2 separate regions of the Rattus norvegicus genome follow, and region 1 is linked to region 2. The links are chromatin contacts, called in public Hi-C maps. All regions are on one chromosome and are shown on one strand. Each heading gives the region's core, a stretch centred on a gene start, on an enhancer-like site or on the middle of the called end of the contact. The rest is flanking DNA. Distances are from core to core; before and after follow the strand shown. Region 1 has its middle 41 kb from the start of Tex35. Region 2 overlaps Ralgps2 (Ral GEF with PH domain and SH3 binding motif 2).

The links. Hi-C and Micro-C count contacts between places; a contact is called where the count stands out from the background.
Region 1: a contact with region 2 is called in a Hi-C map of liver, with 4 times the contacts expected there. The contact joins two enhancer-like sites. A contact is called at or near these places in 12 of 12 Hi-C or Micro-C datasets (the A7r5 cell line, the Rat2 cell line, Schwann cells and 7 more) and 1 of 1 datasets of contacts at active chromatin or transcription factors (oligodendrocytes).

What each region holds. Positions count from the first base shown.
Region 1 is chr13:71,740,260-71,742,959 of GRCr8, forward strand. No RefSeq gene overlaps it. Among named protein-coding and RNA genes, the nearest start is that of Tex35, 41 kb to the right of the region's middle. Within about 2 kb of position 1,447, at least 5 of the 93 cell types and tissues checked have an H3K27ac peak or open chromatin away from gene starts, as enhancers often do. A contact at or near this core is called in liver, where this site is marked.
Region 2 is chr13:71,583,664-71,586,363 of GRCr8, forward strand. The region is part of intron 1 of Ralgps2 (Ral GEF with PH domain and SH3 binding motif 2); the gene reads right to left. Among named protein-coding and RNA genes, the nearest start is that of Ralgps2, 22 kb to the right of the region's middle. Within about 2 kb of position 1,333, at least 2 of the 93 cell types and tissues checked have an H3K27ac peak or open chromatin away from gene starts, as enhancers often do. A contact at or near this core is called in liver, where this site is marked.

The DNA.
Region 1 (2,700 bases), core at 197-2,696, 160 kb after region 2:
AATAGCAAGGAGACTACTGTGCTTCTCACTCCCAACTCCTAGTTCAGCATGGAGCCAATTCCAGCGTGGCAACTGTCACCATCACTTCCGCATGAGTGCTGTTCCTGTGGCTGGAGTGTGTCCCCCACAGTTCCTGTATTGTCAGTTCTGTCTCCAGTGCAATGGAGCTGAGAGGTGCCTGGCTTAAGTTGCAAGGGTTCTGCCTTCCTGAATGAATGACTGAGTGAATGAGTGAATGAATGAATGAATGCTGTACAGTGCAGTTCCCTCCTCTCTCAGTCTTGCCCCCTCTTGTTCCCCCTGTTGGAATGATGAATATGAGGGCCCTCACCAGGGGCCAGCCCCATGTTCTTGGATCTCTCAGTGCCCAGAAATGATTAATTACCCACTCTTGGGCAATCCAGCAGCAGAAAACCAAGCAAGCCTGCCGGGACCTGCGTGTTTCCACGTGCCCCATAGAGCAGACCTGAGTGGGTGACATGTGGGCTTCGTCTCACTTCACTATCAACTCCTGGAGAGGCCAGGCCACAGGCAGAGCTGTGTGGGAACGATGCCCTACAGGGGGAACCAAGACCAGGAAGGGCCAGCAGGTCCTTTGCCTTTTCCCCTACTCTGTGGTATGATGGCTCTGCCTGGACGTCTAAAAGGTTCCCTGTGTGCCTGAGTGCTCTAGCAGGGATAGCTGGCTACCCTTCCCTTCTCCCATCCTTCTCTCCCCCTGCACTGTCCTGTGACCCCTCCAAGCCCAAACACACCAAATGCTCAGACATTCCTCTTTGCGACAGTCACCGGAACCATTCCCGTCTCCTGCTCTTTCTGTGCAAGGACCTATTATTTCTATGAGGCCTTTGGACTTGAGGCCCAGGTCCCCTCTCTGGTGAAGGCGGTCTATCGAACGATGCCAGCCACCAGCCCCTCTCAGGCCACCGTTCAGCGCGGGGCTCCGAACCAGGTACTCTAACTGGACCCAGCACGACACATACTCACCAGGATCATAGTGAAGCTCTTGAAGTAACGCCATTTTCTAAGGCTCAAGGGTCCCACCCACAATGACACGGACCTCTTTAATGTAAAAGGGCAACGAAGAAAAGTTAATGTTCTTCATATTTAAAAACAAGGCAGAGTGGCACACGTCTGTAATCTCCCAGTGCTTTGACGAGGCTGGGGTAAAACTATCTCAAGTTTAAGACCTGCCTGGGCTACGGAGCAAGGCTGTCACAGAACAAAAGCCAACCATGGAAAGGTGAGTAGCTTTTGTACTGTAGTCCCAGTCTGCCCTGCAAATCTCCATAAACAGGAGCAGCAAAGTCCCAAGCTGTGTGGAGTCAAAGCAACTTTCAGTTGCTGTTACCAGAAAAGTAAGTCCCAGGCTTAAACAGCGGCCTTTGGGATCGGCCGTCATTTCTGCTCTTCTCTTCCAGGAATCTGTCACTGCTCGCATTGGTAACTTTATCAGATTGGCCATGGAGTGGCTGAGGCTGAGGTCAGGGCAGAACTGAAACCTGAGCATTCATTCCTAGGGAGTGGCCCCGGCTTGTCCCTCAAATGAGAGCTGCTATGGGGAGCAGGGGCAGCTGGAGCCAGCAGGAGGAGAAAGGAGAGAGAGAGAGAGAGAGAGAGAGAGAGAGAGAGAGAGAGAGCCCAAAAAACAAACAAACAAACAAACAAAAAAAAAACCCCAGGGGACCTGCAAGGAGCCGCAAATTCCAAGGCAGCCTGCAGCCTTCTTCTGGCTCCTTCGATCCTCCTACAGCCAGAGCAGCCTCCTGAGCTCTGCTGGCCTTCGTAGATGGTTCTTCCTCTCTGTGGAGTTCTTGATCCTGTCTGGCCTTTCCCCCATGTCTCTCCATAGTGCACTTCGGATCATCAGTATAGATGGTAGGACCATGATTCCTGGTGTAGGTCGCCTACAGTGAGTGCCTGCCCAGTCACCTTTTTCCAATACCACCTTCTGGGATTCTGTATCTGCCTCTGTTCTCAAGCAGCCTGCTTCCTTTGTTTTTTCCCTGATGTTTTTGCAGATTAGAAGGTGACAATGTTTTCCTTGCAGTTAATATGCTGGGTCCTGGGGGCTGGAGAGATGGCTCAGCAGCTGAGAGCCTGGGCTGCCCTTGCAGAGAATCCAGTTTGGTTCCCAGCACCCAGCATAAGGTAATTCACAGCCACCTGTAACCCCAGCTCTAGGGATCTGATCCCCATCCACAGACACATATATACTTAAAAATAACAACTGGGAAATAGATCTCTACAAAGCTCCTAGATCCCGGCTTGCCTTCCGACCTGTGGAGCCGATTCTCTTTAGTTACAGCCGCAGCTGGGGGCTAGGTTACAACACAAGGGGCAACAGAAACTCTGCATGGTCAAGGCCCGGTGTTTTATCCTTGATGTTGAAAAAAAAAAAGGTGGAAGCAGTTCTTTTCAACTGTTTCTGGACCTTATTATAGCTACTAGTTAAGGCAAGTTACCATTTAAAGAGTCTTGTAAAAGGATACAATGTATTTGCATAATCCCTGAACATTGTACCGATGGTTATTCAAAGCGAAAACAGGTCAGCATTTAGATGCTTAACCAATTTTCTTTCGCTTGCCTGTCCATAATATTATAAAGGTCACGGACTTTCCCTTCCATAGCACTGCATTCATAACTACGTGAGCACCTTTGCACAATCCTCTGTCAGTGGAAGGAGGGATTTCCACAGGA
Region 2 (2,700 bases), core at 83-2,582:
TTGCTGACCTCCACTGTTGACCGCTGCCTTCTAAGTCAGCTGAACCTGCTCAGCTCTAACTGGTTCAAACTTTTAGAGTTTCTCAGATTTTGGAAGACTTATGCAGATGCTACCAGTTGAATAATAGCTTCCTATTGTGAAGTGTTTCAGATTTTCTAAGAATACTTAGTATCTATAAATGTCATCAGCTTATTCAAAAATATAAAATATATTCTCAGTTCAGGACTAAAATGTCACTTATCCTTGGTAAAAATATAAGCTGTACTTAACTCTAAATCTGAGAGTAGCAAGAATTTCAAACAATGGTAGCAGTTCACATGGACATGAGCACACCCTGAAAGTGTGAGAAAACGAGTTCTGGGCAGACTCCCATTGCTTGAAGCTAACCATAATGACAGGGTTAGCAATTTCACACACCACCCAAGAAGCAAAGGGGGAAAGCGCTGGAGATGTTAGGTGAACCTACTTCATGTGCAGAGTATCACGTCAGAACAACTACACCAACCACTTCCCAGGAAGCTTTGCTCACTCGCTCAATGACTGTTTAAGCTAAGCGTCTATTTATACTTTACGTTTGTTTCTAAATGCTTAAGGCATACATTAAGAAGTGTGAGAAAGGTTTTCCAAACTAAGTCAGCATATTAAATTAGAAGGGAGGGGGTGAGGCAGCTTCTTTTATCCTTTTATCCTGTAGCCATTTAGTGCCTGAGCTGGAGCACAGCACATGGTATTAAAGGTAAAACATTGACACACCGGCCCACCACCAGGGTGGGGCACACCGGCCCACCACCAGCGTGGGCACATGCCCATAAATACCACCCCCCCACACACACGAAGTTGTAATTTAAGATAACAAAAGAATTCTTTTAAAAAGTATACAGAGTGAGCAGTCTACGTTTATGTTTATAATTTATTCATAATATCATGTAATTATATAATTTTTATATATATATATATATATATATATATATATATATATATATATATAACATCAGCTATTAGTGGAAAAAGAGGCCATAAATATGAAAGAATAAGAAGGAGTACATAGGAGGGAGGAAAAGGAAGGGGAAATAATACAATTATATTATAATCTCAAAAAAGAAAAGAAAAGAACTCTAACCGCTACTATACCAAAGTATGCACATAGGTTAACTATAAATAAATGTGCTCTAAACATTGTTTTGCTATGTAGTTTTGCTGGGAGTTTATACATTCTGGTCAGATTCTGTGCTCAAGACTGGCTCTTAGAAGTCCACTTGACTCACAATACTGTGTACCGAGCGAGGGTTTGTTTGAGCATGCTTATATAACACTAGCAATCAAAGCATGGAAACAACCCAACTGAATCCCAGGTAGATTCAAATGTCTGGCAAAGCGTGCTGCTGTGGAACCATGAGAGAACACGATGGCGTGGGAACAAAGCGGACTTACGGCCAGTTCTTCTAGGTCTCCGGCTTGCTGTGGATGTGTCTTGGGACTTCTCAGTCTCTCTAACTATGGCCCAGCTCCTTAATGTATGCACATGCATACATGTTGTACATATGTGTATAAAAGGCATTAAAATAGCTTTTTTTACCTATAAAAAAATCTTCTAGTAAAATATATACATAATTTTAAAGGGATACACACACACACACGTGTGTGTACGTATGTATATATGTATGTATGTACCTACCTATCTTCTTGGTTGTTTCCGTGAAAAATCCTGGTATGCTATTCTTATAATTTTACTTCTAGTTTATACTATTTCCAAATACATAATATGAAAGGAAATTAAATTCTCCTGAATTACAAAACTCTTCACCTTGAAAAATTCAGTTATTAAAGCAAACTACATGTCTAATAAAAAGCACAGCTCTTACCAACAGATGGCGATAGAGCTCGCTTGTTCGGTAACAGGAGAGCCAGTCAGAATGTGCTCATGAATGGCTTTCTGGGCTGAGCTACATAAATACAAGTACTTTTACCTGAAGCTAAAGGAAAGAATAATAGAGATGGACGTTACGGGAAAGATAAAGGTATTTTAAAGATCTCAACTCAGGTTGTATTTCCAATTCCAGATCTTTCAGCATTTTGATACCACCTCATTCCTAGGCATGCTCCTCAACCCTTCTGCTCCCAATGGAGAATCATAGCGACAGAAACTTGCTGTAACATGATGAAAACAATGCCGTAGCTTTCAAATGTGTTACAAGGAACGGAAGAGAAATAAAGAAAAGATAAACATATCTGCTAACCCACTGCTTCACTCCATTTCTCAAGATTTTCTGTGAGAGAGCACCAACCCAATGCTGAGATCATGTACGCCAATCTATACCGTTGACGGCAGAGAAGGGTTTTAATCGGGTATGTTTGCTAATCCTTGGCACTTTCTGCATTGCCAGACCATCTTTCCTTACCAATCCTTTCTGATATGCTCAACTGCTGAAAATGACAGAGTGGCAGGAGATAAATAACTAATCTGTCTGTCTGTCTGTCTGTTCTCTTGCTCACTCTCTTTTAACAGCAGTTCATTACAAGAACAAACAATATAGTTAATAGTATAAACAAAAGCTAAGAGGGGCAAAAAAAACCTCTATAAGATAGACAATAGCTTGAGTGTAATAGAGAGCAAAATTCAAGAAAGAAATTCAAGTATGAGTACCAAGTGTGGAGAAATTGGTATAAAGAGTGATCACAGTCTGCCACAGAGACGGAAGT